Regions from separate parts of the Anas platyrhynchos genome. Here region 1 is linked to region 2. A link is a contact called in public Hi-C data. All regions are on one chromosome and are shown on one strand. The core of a region is the stretch at or near the end of the contact, and the rest is flanking DNA. Distances in the headings are between cores, read along the strand shown.

Region 1 (7,128 bases), core at 1,722-4,221, 380 kb after region 2:
ACACCGAGGTGATGGAACAGAATCACCTAGGTTGGAAGAGACCTCCAAGATCATCGAGTCCAACCTCTGACCTAACACTAATAAGTCCTCCGCTAAACCATATCTCTAAGCTCTAAATCTAAATGTCTTTTAAAGACCTCCAGGGATGGTGACTCGAAGCTCACCATGAGCTCCAGCTACCCAGGATCAGCCAGGGCCTAGCAAGCAGGCCGCCCTCGGCACTGAAGATTACACGAGCTGAAGTAACTTTTGAAATCATTGTGATTTAATTATGCCTATAAACAAAACTTTTCACACACAACAAAAGATTATTCAATATAAGGAATTTGCTGTCTTTTAAGTACTTTCCTGAAGATACTAATAATTTAAAGTAATCCTTTCTCTTCTTTGCAAATTGCATTATTTAAAAACTGCAGTTCACATCTGAAAATCCCAGGGAGTAATTTCCCATCCCAAATAAGGCCTGAACTGGCAACTTGTGGAGTTTGTTCCAATTACAGAGTCAGCAAAATCAGGACATTTTATAATTATAGATTTTGGCTGTTGTTCTTGCTGATTAATGCATTTAGATCCTCAGATGTTCTTACTGAAGGAAAGGCAAAAATGTTATTAGTTTTCTAATTTATTGCAGGCAGAGTTTTCAAATAATGAGGGAAATGCTTAGACATAAATATGCTGAAAATAGACACATTGGGGACTCAACAAAAATATTTTATCTTAATAACCTGTCAGAAAAAATCAAGCATTATTATACAAACCCAGAGTAAGATTTTATCACGTTTACTTTTTAGGCAAGCTTGTAACTTGCATTTAGGTTCAGCATCGCTCAACAACTTTTCCTACAGACCAACTCTCATCTTTCCAGCAAGTTAGCTGACTTTTTGAGCCCATGCAGTACATTGCTTTCCAGTACCACAAGTGGATAATGCTGCAAGTATTCAAATAACAAAGATATCTTCCAAAGTCCATTTGTTCCACTGTAGGCACATTTACTAAAACAATCCAAAGTATTTAAGAAAATTATTCAAGCAGAACTGTCATCCTAGAGCTTCTCCCATTTCAGTGATAATCATGCAGCTTGAGGTTAAAAAATAATTCTGCTGCTCAAAAACCTGCACAAAGGGGGAACAACAGAATCATTAGAGGTTTGTTCCAAACAAAACTCCCTAATGTTCTAATTAAATGATGCACATTCTGCTTTTTAAAACAGCCTTAACATTTGCAAAATGCTTACCTTGTAAAAGTTGCTTTCTACATAGTTCAAAATGCCGCATCGTCAGCTAACAAAATCCCACCCTAACACATGGTATTCAGCGTGCCTCATTTGGTGCTGGAAATTGTTACAGATTTCATGGCAAACGTTTTTCCAAGTTATTGAACAAGTCTAGGTGAATCAATACTTACACAGAGCCCTCTCCCTCCCCCCAAGAAAAAAAAAAACAGAGCAGCAGTGCAAAAATCAAATAGCTACTTTGCCACTTGGGGAGAAGACAAACATTGAAGGAACAGGACGATCTGGTTGTGCAAAATGTTTTCTTAATTTTAACCCCCACCCTCAGCTTCTGGAGGAGCATATTCCTCTGTCTTACTCTCCCTGATCAATGTACGTAAGGTCCTTTCAGTTTGCTTTTATTATTGCAATAACTCAGTCTGTTGTTTGCGCTTAACAGACATGCAGAAAAAAGGGATCCACCACTGAATCCCTGCCTCCCAGAGCTGGAAGCTGATTGAACACACACAAAATGCCAAGGTTACTTTCTAACACAAAGTTTGTGTTAGAAAGTGTTTCACAGTCTGCATAATACAATATTTTGCAGAACTAGTGAACCTTGTAGAAGACAGATTAACTCTCAATCTGTATTAGGCTTATTTAAGCTCTTCAGCATCAACTGCCCTACTTTACATGCATTTCTTCAGTAGAACAAGGTAGACATTTAATTTCACAGCATGTCTAAAATTGGTGCAGAGATGCTGGTTAGCGCTTTCAGGGCTTTATCTGATAGATAGTTGATACGGTGCGATCACATAATCCATGAGTTTTTATTTTTTAGATATCACACACAGGAAACTTTGAAACACACTTTAAACCTAAAAAGAAACAAACATATGCATGGCATTTGTACAGTTACAAGTTAATTCACTCAGAAGACTATTGGGTTGACCTTGGCTGGTCACCCTGTGCCCACCAAGCTGCACCCTCACTCCCCCTCCAAAGCAGGGCAGGGAGAAAGAAAAAACAAAAACAAAATAAAAAAAATAACAAAACTTGTGGGTTAAGATAAGGACAGAGAAATCACTCACCACTTACCATCATAAGCGAAACAGACCCAGCTTGGAAAAGACTAATTTATTGCAATTAATAGGCCAGAACACTGAGAACTAAAAGCAAACTAATCCCACCTTCCCTTCAGCCCTTTTCTTTCCAGGCTCAAGTTCAATCTCAATAATTCTACTTCCATCCCAAGTGGTGCAGGCAAATGGGGGCTGTGGTCAGTCCATGACACTTATCACTGCTGCTCCTTCATGGTCCCTCTCTGCCCCTGCTCCATGTGGGGTTTCTCCCACGGGATGCCGTCCTTCTCAAACTGAGCCTGCGGGGGCTGCCCACAGGCAGCAGCTCTTCAAGCACTGCTCCCAGACAGCTCCATACCACAGGGTCCATCCCTCAGGAGCAAACTGCTCCAGCACGGGTCCCCCACAGGTGGCAGCTTGCCCCAGATCCCATTCCTGCATGGACTCCATGGACTCCTCTCCATGGACTGCAGCTCTGGCCAGCAGCTGCTTCTGTGTGTACTCTTCCCAAGCTGCAGTTTCCTTCAGAGCACACCCACCTGCTCCAGCACGGGGTCCTCTGCAGGCTGCAGTGCGGAGAATGGCCCCAACATGGGCCTCCACAGGCTATGGGAGGACAGCCTGCTTCACCATGACCCTCCCCACCAGCTGCATGGTAATCTGCCCTGGCACTTGGAGCACCTCCTCCCCCTCCTTCTCTACTGACCTTGATTTCTGGTGGGTTGTTTCAAGTTTTTCCTCACTCCTCTCTCACAGCTGCTGTGCAACACTTTTTATCCTTGCTTGAATGTTATCACAGAGCCACCACCAGTATCACACACACACATTTACTTTAGCCAGCAGCAGGTCCCTTTTGGAACACTGTCCCCTAAACCCAATACAAAGACCTGGCCCTGACACTCTGACGTCTCATTTTACAGACTGAAGGTAGATAAATACAGAAGTTGGATGCATTCTAAACTCTCAAGTATTTCTTTACTAAGTTCAGAAGTATTTGACAACACTTGCAAGTGTAGCTACAATGAGAGTAGGGTACCAGGCTAGAGCTACACTATAGGGTTTAGAATTTCTATATAGTGACCAGTTTAAATATTTACTATTAATTGTGTTACAGGAGTGTAGTGATCTTCAGAAGTATCATAACAAGAGCAGCCAACACTACATTTAACAATTACATTTTTCACATCAGTTTTAAAATGTTATAATTCACTGGGTGAACAAACATTAATAACAAACCACCACATTTAGTTAGACTGGCCACTTTATGTTTTATAAGCTTATTTCTTTGCTGTACAAAGGCAGAAATGCAGACCACCTCAATAAATCTACATCAGTAACTACCCAGACATTATACAGATATACAAAAAGCCCATTTATTTTTCAGTGTTGATACCATAGTTAATGCAGAGCTGGATGCTACAATGCAAACAGCATCTACACAGTGTAAGGCGTAACTCTCGTAGTATTTACATCTTGTTCCTTATAGTGAAGGCTTCTGATGCATCAAGCTCTTTCTTCATCTGTATTTGACGATCCTGCTTAGCAGTAGTGCAGCCTCAGAACTGAAAAGTGCATTTCTTCATTACATACATTCTCAGAAGGATTGTGGATTGTTCCAGAAACAGTTTCCAACAGTTTCATTTTAGGAGTCATTCATTAAGTATGTTTTCCGTCAATTAAAGTCATTTCATAAGCTAAAAATACTTTCCCAAAAGCTCCGTAGGTCACATGCAATTACGAAAACAAAGCTCCTAAAAGCAAATCTAGGAACTATCATCTTCTGACTTGGAAAGATAAAATAATCCCGTGAAACCATTCAATCCACTGCTGTTTTAAATTAAAAACACTCCAGAGCATTTCAGGTCGGTAAGTTCGCAGTTCCAAGCAGCTTTGGAAAAACTCTATAACAGATATTTACATTCTGTATTTGATTTTGAGTTGTAATTCATCTATCTCAGCGTATATACATATATATATTACTTCTTTATTTTTATTTTTTGGAGATATCACTCTGAAAGGGAAGTGAAAGAGGAATCTAGTTACTGTCACTGTAGGAAATATAATTGAGTCATTTCACAAGCAATGCAGTGTTAAATGAAAGCCCAAGATTAAATAGTCAACTCTTCCTCTCTACTATGAAGTAGAATTGCTAAAAATAAACTCTTACGTCTTCTGAGCTACCACAGTTCCCGCCACATTTATTTTTAAACCGCAACGTCCTGCAGCACCAGAGCTCTTGACAGACTGAATTCCAGCCAGTCTTGTTCTAGGAGATTAAAATACTACACCCCATCTCCTGGCTGTCCTGCTTTAAACAGGGCAATAATGAGTAAGAGCAGCTAACGTTTTGTTTGAAACTCATCTTAACTCCTACAACAACTGGTATTTCAGCCGAGCTGCTGGCCTGGACATTGAAACAGCTGAGAACTCGCACACAGTCCCATCAGCAGAGCACAGAATGGTCTGCTCTGACAGGAAACCAGTAACGAGCAAAGGAAGGAAGAGGGTCGGAGAACCAGAGCAGCTTGCTATGTGTGCACATGCCTAACCCTTTGGCCTTCTGCTGCTGTGAGGTAATGCACCACCATAAGCTGAGCTTTCAGGCACTTCCTGTCCTCCCACACATCTTAGCCCACTTAAACTATGCCCAGTTAACACTGCCATACCATTCTGGTAAAGTTGAGAACGAGTTTTCTTTTTAAAAAAAATTCAGATGAGGATTAAAATGTAAGTGGGAGACGCTACCTTCACCAGGAGGAACCGATGGCTCAGTTTCAGATTTGACAGTATTCATATTTTCAAAAGTTTTGGCACCTGGCTTATCTTGTTCCACCTCACACAGATACACATCAATGGGTCCTTTTGTGCTCTTTACATGTACTTCTATGCAGTCCTAGAAAACAATGACTTACATATTAACCAGAAGACCAATCTTATACATCAGTTATCTATTTTTACATATATTTTAAAGCCAACAGGTTAAGAGGAGAACAGATACAGAAGTGACATAACTACTTAAAATTGTGTTACTAGTTCCACATAAGTTACGAGTACTTAATACATTTTTAGGCCAATTATTAAGTACCATTAAGCTAACTAGGTTTCATTTTTGACATGCAATGCACCTAGTGAGTCTTTGTTTAGTCTTTTCACTGACCTCTTGATATATAGCCAAGATTTACCATATGCTTCGTATGAATAACAAATAAGAACTTTACCACCAATGCCACACATCAGCAAACAAATCAGAGCACATAGCAGCTTTAGTAGTATGGCAACACAAACCGTACTACCGCTTTCTTTTAGCAGACATCACATTGCAAAGCACGGAGTAAACCAAATCTATGGGAAACGGCTAGAAGAGTGTTTTCTCTAAAGTACAGCCTTTCAAATCTTGACTCCTTTTGCTTCAAGGAACCTCTAGGATCTTCACAGGATTAGACCCAGCTACTTTTACCAGTGACACCACTGGAGATACATATAGTGGATGTAAGTCTTCTGTATTGATTCCTTTTCCTAAGATATCCTCTCCCTTCCTGTGCACCCAAGTAAGGCGAATTTGAAGAAAGCATAACTAAGAACATTATAAAATTGCATATGCAAAAGAAAAACAGAATTAAATCCCCATTATTCATCTCAAGCTTACGTCCAGTATTTCTTCTTTCACAGCACTACTTTAAGCAGTGGGTTCACAGTATATGGGAGAAGATGCAGTGTAACTGGGTGCAGAGGGCAAAGCTATGGCTCTTCTGTGTGACCTGAATGGGGTGTGCATGTTGTATCATGAGGCAAGGACAGGCTACATCCCCCGCCTCCATCAAAAATCCATCTTGACATGATCTACTAGAACGCAAGAACAGTTTTGATCATACTGTACATCTCACACTTCAATATTATAGTGACAGCAGCTGTTGACTCATAAGACAACATTTACTTGCTGTTAGGATGATTATTAAATTAGGCATAATATTTTGTTTAGTTAGATTTCCAACTTTTATAGACTTTACTGAAAATATTAACAGCTGTTTGTTAGTTTCATTATCATAGTAATTATTGGACACCAATATTACATCTGTTCCATCATTTACTACAGCTGTTCCATCATCTCTAGCAAAACTAACATTTAGATATGTTTATACTATAATTTAGGCAAGCAAAACAAAATTCCTAAGAATAACCTTCTTAGATTACATATACCTACATATTATATGTATATCTACATTGTATAGATATCTATTATATGTATACCTACAGAATTATTTAGTGGAGCACAAGAACAACAAACTACCTGTACTTGCTATATATGACCAAGAAATTGGAAGTCAGTTGCTAATAACTGTTGCAAAACCAAAACAAACAAAAAAACAGAACAAACAAAAATTTAAGAACTTTTCTTCCCTTAAGAGGGGAAGGTATAAAACTTACTTCCTTAGGAATTGGTATTTCCAGTTTGGTTTCTTCTGGAGCTTTGATTGCAATCACAATCTGTTTCTGAAATGCCTGAATGCTACGGATATCTTGATATGTCACATAAGCTAGTGTATACATTGGTCAAGGATTCTGTATAGCAATTTGCTAATGGGCAGAAGCAAAGAGAATGTTAAGACATGCTGAAGCAAAATACCAATTTGGCGAAAAACAGTAAATATTTCAGCTGAGATTATTTCAATATTAGCTTTGTAAAATCAATTATTAGCTGACAATTGGAAAAACTTTTTTGCTGTTAGGAAGGGGAAAAAATTAAAAGTCAACACAGTATTTAAAAAACACACATTTGACAAACAGTCTTCACAGATGCTATCATAAATCTATGTAGCAGATGGAATACTGCTTTCA
Region 2 (7,302 bases), core at 625-3,124:
GTTAATAACTCGCATGGCAAGCTGCACCTTGTCTCTCTTCAAAACTGAAGATATGGCTCAGTGATGCAGAACTCTGCAGCACACGGCACACAGACTGCACAGCATCACCTACGCTTTAACAGTCCTGCTCGAAAAAAGGCAGTTTCATTATGTGTAGTCTGCAGATGAGAGAAGCAGAAAGAAAAAAACATCTTTCAGATTGCTCAGCCAGAGGTCAGGGCTGAATCACCCCACTGCAAGCCAGCACCTCACCCAGCGCTCCACGCCCCCTCCTAACAGGCTCTTTTAGCCCTCTTTTAGGGCGATCCCAGCTGGTTTCCACCACTGGATTTCCCTGTTATATGGGCTCTGTCCCTTCAGTTTGCCCACACACAAGGAGCACTTCATCAGCACAGATCAAGCAGCTTCTAGGGCGATATGTGGCTGTCACAGCATGTTACAGTGCCCTACAGTAACAACTGCCGCCAGGGCAGAGTAGGAGCACAAAGATGCAGAACGGTACTTGAATGCCAAAGCCATTCCCGACAGAAACTCTTCCCACAATGGAAAGAGATGATTAAAACTAACCCAGTGTATTTTATCATCACCCATGAGACCTATGGCAAAATACATTCAGAAACCGAACAGAGCTCACCCAGCCATTTCTGTCAGCTCCCAGACACTTCAAATAGACAAGTTCTGCCTCGTGCAAAAAAATATGCCAAAGAGAGCTTACAGAAGGTAGCACGTGGTAAAATTTACCTAGATACATACCACTGTGTTTTGATTTTTATTTTAACTCTGACTCATAAACCAGCAGCGTAGTTTTCCTTTCTATTGTGAAATATGCACGGTTTAATTCATCTTTAGAAAGTAAAAAGATTATTTTCCTACAATCCTTTAAGCCAGGAAAATGCAAACATGGTATTGCTCGATTCTTAGGGGTAGAACCAACCTCAGATAATCTAATTTCAGAAGTTGTTCTCCAACGTAAGCAAACTACACAGCCAGGAGCATTGTGAAACCAACCAAGGTGGCTCCACAATGCTATTATTTGTTCTCATCGAAAAGCCAAGCTCCAAGTCCGAGCAGCTAGGCAGGAAAGCTTTTGCTGAGGGCAGAAAAGCTTTTGCTGGGAGGTGTCTTAGGTGAACTCCCTCCTTAGGGACCTTCTGAGGCCCAAACTCACCCTGATAGAGCGAGAGCCTCCCCCCAGTGGCTGGGCATTACCTGCACCTTCAGCTCTTGTACATAGGGCTGCAATGGGGAGCGCTGAGCGGATTTAGGGATTTATTCAGCCCAGCAACAGGGGGAGCGGGAGAGGAAGCGCAGCTCCCCTGCGCCTCCTCCTTTTGGCTTCCATTAATTTCTTTCCTACAGTCCTTAAGCCCAACTCAGGGCAACCAGACAAGGTAGAAACAAAAAAAATCCCAGAACAAGAAAACACAAACAGAAAGAAAAAACAAGTCACTGAAGACGAGAGTAGGTTTTAGAAGCAGAATAAGATAATTAAAGCTTTTTTTTTTCCTGCTGCCTGGGCTCCTATCACGCCCCCAACCCCTCCCCGGACCCCCACCGCCACCTGGAGCCCCCGTAATGGCGGCCGGAGCCCCCCTCAGACCTCCCGGGGCCCCCGAAATGGCGGCCGGGGGCTCCCCGAAATGGCGGCGGGGGGCGCACAAAATGGCGGCCCCCCCGCTCCCCTCAGCGCCTTCCCGCCCTTCCCCGGCGCGCGGCTCCTACCCCACCAGAGGCGGCCCGCGGCGCGCGCCCCCATGGCTGCCCCCTGCTCCCTCCGCCGCCGCCGCTCCTCAGGGCAAGCCCCGCCCACCCCCCGCCGCCTGTCCCCGCCGTGGCCGCCGCTGATTGGCGGAGCGGGCGCGGGCGCACTTGGCGCAGCCAATAGGAAGAGGCCGCGTCGGGAGGAGCTGCGGTGAGGGAGGCGGGGCGGGGCGGGGCGGGGGCTGAGGGGAGGTGTCCTCCCCGCCCGCCCCCGGAGCCGGCCCTGTGGCGGGGCTGCCTCCGCCCTGCAGAGCGGGGAGAGGGGGCGTGGGGCTCGGTATAGGCCGGGGCTAGAGGCTAAAGCAGCCTGTGTTGTCCCGTTTGTAGAGCCTCGTCGTGAGGCGAAATCTCACGGAATGTTGAGCCCAAGTGGCTTTCTTGTGAAAAGCAGGCTCAACAAAACGTTCTCTGCAAGCCACAAGCTTGTGTGTAAAAGTTCAAATAAAAGTAGAAAGTCACAAAATCACACAGAACTGTAGGTGTTGGAAGGGACCTCCAGAGATCATCGGGTCCAACTCCCCTGCCAAAGCAGGTTCCCTAGAGCAGGCTGCCCAGGCAGGCGTCCAGACGGGCCTTGAATATCTCCAGAGAAGGAGACCCCACAGCCTCCCTGGGCAGCCTGTCCCAGTGCTCCGTCACCCTCACCGTGAAGAAGTTCTTCCGCATGTTGGTGCGGAACTGCCTGGGCTCCATTTTGTGGCCATTGCCACTTGTCCTGTCCCCACAAACCACTGAGAAGAGGTTGGCCAAGTCCCTCTGTCTCCCACCCCTCAGGTATTTATACACACTGAGGAGATCCCCTCTCAGTCTTCACAGAATCACAGAATCACAGAATTTCTAGGTTGGAAGAGACCTCAAGATCATCCAACCTCTGACCTAAAACTAACAGTCCCCACTAAACCATATCCCTAAGCTCTACATCTAAACGTCTTTTAGACTTCCAGGGATGGTGACTCCACCACCTCCCTGGGCAGCCTGTTCCAGTGCCTCACAACCCTTTCGGTAAAGAAGTTCTTCCTAACATCTAACCTAAAACTCCTCTGGCGCAACTTTAGCCCATTCCCCCTTGTCCTGTCACCAGGCACGTGGGAGAACAGGCCAACCCCCACCTCACTACAGCCTCCTTTAAGGTATCTGTAAAGAGCGATAAGATCGCCCCTGAGCCTCCTCTTCTCCAGGCTGAACAAGCCCAGCTCCTTCAGCCGCTCCTCGTAGGACTTCTTCTCCAGGCCCGTCACCAGCTTCGTCGCCCTTCTCTGGACCCTCTCAAGCACCTTGATGTCCTTGTTGTAGCGAGGGGCCCAAAACTGAACACAGTACTCGAGGTGCGGCCTCACCAGAGCCGAGTACAGGGGGACGATCACCTCCCTAGCCCTGCTGGTCACGCTGTTTCTGATACAAGCCAGGATGCCGTTGGCCTTCTTGGCCACCTGAGCACACTGCCGGCTCATATTCAGCTGACTGTCCACCATCACTCCCAGGTCCTTCTCTGCCTGGCAGCTCTCCAACCACTCATCTCCCAGTTATTGTGGTTATTGTGCCCCAGGTGCAGGACCTGGCACTTGGCCTTATTGAACTTCATGCAGTTGACCTCAGCCCATCGGTGCAGCCTATCCAGATCCTCCTGCAGAGCTTTCCTACCCTCGAGCAGATCGACACACGCCCCTAACTTGGTGTAATCTGAAAACTTACTGAGGGTGCACTCAATGCCCTCATCCAGATCATTGATGAAGATATTAAAGAGGACCGGCCCCAGTACCGAGCCCTGGGGAACGCCACTAGTGACTGTCCTCCCAACTGGACTTGACTCCATTTACCACGACCCTTTGGGCCCAGCTATCCAGCCAGTTTCTAACCCAATGAAGCGTGCGCCAGTCCAAGCAGACCCAGGTCGCTCAGTCTTTCCTCATAGGGAAGATGCTCCAGGCCCCATATCATCTTTGTGGCCCTCTGCTGGGCTCTTTCCAGGACATCCCTGTCTTTTTTTGTACCAGGGAGCCCAGAACTGGGCTCCATCTAACTCTTACCTGTAGGCAATATTCAACACTTTAGTTGTGCCAGGGGAGGTTTAGGTTGGAAATGAGGAGACATTTCTTCTCAGAAAGAGCCGTCAGGCATTGGAAGGAAGGTGGTGGAGTCACCGTCCCTGGGGGGTTCAAGGAAAGGTTGGACGCGGTGCTTAGGGACAAGGTTTAGTGGGTGACGTTGGTGGTGGGGGGATGGTTGGACCAGGTAATCTTGGAGGTCTCTTCCAACCTTAATGATTCTAAAGCCGGTGAAAATAAATACCTGATTAATGATATAACAGTAATTCTGTTTATTATAGTAAGTAGATTGATATCATTAATTTGTTATGATGACAAGATTCACAGTGATTAATCTACTGCATATTCAAGTTGCTAAATCTTAGCATAAATCGGGCAGCTTTAAAAACTAAAGTTTCATTCATCAACATACGTGGTTAGTAAGGATCTCACCCTCCAGGAGTAACCTTGAGAGGCATCCCTGCCCAAGGGGAGATCACTGCAGCCCACTGCTTCAGCAAGGAGACTTCAAATTAAGCTTTCTTTCACTGCCATACTTACAAGGCAAAATGTTTGGCTTGTAGTCAAACTTACCATATTGCTCTCGACCTCATACAATTCATTATTTCACCATTTAGGATTTCAATGGTCACTTGCTCTAGGGCTGCGCCCCCCTTTGCTCGTGGTCATGGCTATGAGCACTCACCAGGTGCTCTGTTATTAATGAGCTGTCCAGGTTAAGGAATGGTCACATCGAGGCCTACTGTGGTTCATAACCTAAGCAGGACTTATGTCAAGTGCAGGCATTGAGTGTATGCATCACAGTCTGCTGTAGGCCAACAGAAAGAAAAGCAGGGAAGGGGAAGGCTGGTTCTTGCTGACATGAGCGCTGTTTTAGTCTTCATAGCCTGTCTGCATCCAACAGAGACATGAAAAATTAAAGTTCAGCAGCACGATATTGATATAGCTAGTTTGTGTGAAAAATCAGCATCCCAGGTCAGAAGCTCTGGAAACAACTGACTGAAAAAGCTGAATGTTTTTTCCCTAATGATTGCACACCGCAGGAGGGTATGTAGCCCGAGGCAATGTTGTTGGTGGGCATAGATCCAGATGAAGGCTTCTGCAGAGCTAAGATTCAGCCATTAAGCGAGCTGTGGATTTCTAGTGTAGTAGCAGCTAAACTTAATGTGCCATTGAAATAGTAAGTATCAGAAGTTGTATCTGAAGTGGTCTAAATTTTTGCCACATTGGCATGCCTGTGACACAAGTAGCACTTCTCAGTGCTATCAAGTCCTGCTTTTTAAGAGTGTGAAACTTAAGCACAGTGGTGAGAACAGGCAGCCATTATCAACAATCAAATTTTTCATGTATGGAGGAAGACAGATGCATGACATAACAACACTTTTAATCAGAATAGCTGCATAATATTGGCATCTTGACATTTTCAACCATGTAAGGGCAGCCTGCAGAGCAGGCAGATGCATGTTTGTGATGATTCCTGTTTCTTAAGTTAACACATACCTCACCTCTTACTTTTATTACTCTGAATCTGTGTGAAAAAGCCATTCATTTTAGGGCAGTTTTTTATCTTGGCAGCAAAATGTCTTTTCTTTACATGAGATGCTGGCTAATAAGTGAAAATAGCAGCCTTCTGCAGTCACTTCATTGGTCTGTAAATCGAACAAGAGCTGCTCTGCAGACCATCCATCCTACCGGGGGAGAAGTATTTCTTTGAAGTTTTTCTTACATACCACCAGCATGATTAAAAAAGTAAATATGACACCACCTTGGGGCACTATACTAATAAGCTGTTAGTGTGACATTAGCTCCAGGGAAAAAAAAAAAAAAAAAAGGATAGTTTTATGGCACATAGATATTGTCAGATAAAATTGATCTTGTTTGGCTATAACCAAGGTGTCTTTTGTCTATTAAAGATATAAAAGATCCTGAAGATACTGTAAGGAGGTAGTACATTTGATTTATTTTTTTTTAATCAACATTGTGTGACAGTAAGTTGAATGTCTGTATTTCATTCATTCAACAGTAAGTTGAACGGCCAACATTTCTGTAGTACTAAGAAGCATGTGTTGAAGTATCTATTGAAGTACCTATTGCCAAAAACAAAAAACACCCTTTTAACACATCTATATTTAATCTTTATCATCTATTTAATCTTTACAGACTTGGTAAATTCCGAGTGAATTTCTACAGGAAACAGTACACCAGCAGTTTTTCAACATTTTTATCTGTGTTCTGGAATTACACATAAGGTAGTGCTGAAAATGCCTGCATTAACACAAAAATTAGTAAAGTGGTAAATATTGGTGAAAACAGGACATGGATACAGGCTCTTCGATGAATATGCTGCATTCAGACACAATACATTAAGGGTTTTAGTTTGCATGAGGCTTTTCTCCCTCAGTGAAGACAGAACACTCTCCACCACTTGGACGTAGCCTCTGAAAGAGATTTCAGCGCTGTTTCTCCATTGCAGCATGAATTTCTACTGTGACAGTGCTGGTAATAAAGCTGATGTGATTCATGGCTACATAAAAAGGGGAATAAAGGAAAGATACTTTGTCTGCAGAGGTTCATGAAGCAAGTTATTGGGCCTATATTTAAAAATATATCCATAATTACAGGGGCAGGGTTAGAAGGGACTTTGCCAGTTCCCTGGGTCAGCACTGTGATACAGCAGCCCCTGTTCCACGCCAGGGTCTGTGAGGCCTCATGGTTGCATCCAGGGGTGGTGCAGGAGCCAGCAGATACAAAACCTGAAATCAGGTCCCTGAGACGTTAAACACAGTGTCTGAAGAAACACACACAGCTCCTGACTGGGAGAGCTGGCTGATGTTCTCTGTAATCACACAGGCTGCTGCTGTGTGCCGTGGTACGTGATCTGGACGTACATCACCCAAATGAACACACTTCCCCCCCAAAAATGACCTAGAGGATGCTTGTATCTGAAGTGCTGAGAAGCTGGGTTACCAGCTCAATGTTAGGCACCTCCCTGCCTCAAAGGTGTTTGAAATTTGTCAAAGTCTCTTCAGCCATCGTCACCATGAGCTTAACGTAAAATGATCTCAAATCTTTCCCCTGAAAGCCCCATGGTTTTGAGCTGTGGAGAGCTTTTAAAAGTCCTCTGTAAAACCATGATTTTTTTCCGGTATAAACTAGTAAAAATTGTTGCAGACCTGCCTTTGGCAGGGTTACTGCGCTGTGGTCTGACCGTTCTTGGTCATGGCAGAAAACCTGAACTTTACTGACACGGAAAGGCAGATTTAACTAACAGCTCTGCCTTTCTATCTTGGTTTTGGTTTATGCAAAATCTCATCTAGAGGTCACTGAAGCAAGTACCCACATAACACAAGCCTGGGTGCTACATATCAGTGAATCCTTTTTTAGCTTTACAAGCTAAGCCCCAGCTGTGTTGCATGGATGTTTTGCCCTCCCTCTGTGCGGTGTGCATGTAACACTTGTACAGACCAGATAGCAAGAGGATTAATGATAAAAAAAA

The links. A called contact is a pair of places that touch in the nucleus more often than the background predicts.
Region 1: a Hi-C map of F1 follicle shows a contact between it and region 2, with 3 times the contacts expected there. The contact joins the enhancer-like site here to the promoter of PDIA6 in region 2. A contact is called at or near these places in 2 of 8 Hi-C or Micro-C datasets (F1 follicle and subcutaneous adipose tissue).

Annotation. Positions count from the first base shown.
Region 1 is chr3:105,999,905-106,007,032 of IASCAAS_PekinDuck_T2T, forward strand. It overlaps E2F6 (E2F transcription factor 6), which reads right to left. Exons shown (of 7, transcript XM_072036435.1): 5 at 6,718-6,831; 6 at 5,038-5,185; 7 at 2,022-4,303. The coding sequence ends at 4,299. Among named protein-coding and RNA genes, the nearest start is that of E2F6, 9.3 kb to the right of the region's middle. Within about 2 kb of position 2,972, at least 3 of the 8 cell types and tissues checked have an H3K27ac peak or open chromatin away from gene starts, as enhancers often do. A contact at or near this core is called in F1 follicle, where this site is marked.
Region 2 is chr3:105,624,504-105,631,805 of IASCAAS_PekinDuck_T2T, forward strand. PDIA6 (protein disulfide isomerase family A member 6) reads right to left here and starts at 1,875. Exons shown (of 13, transcript XM_027455233.3): 1 at 1,723-1,875. The coding sequence starts at 1,756.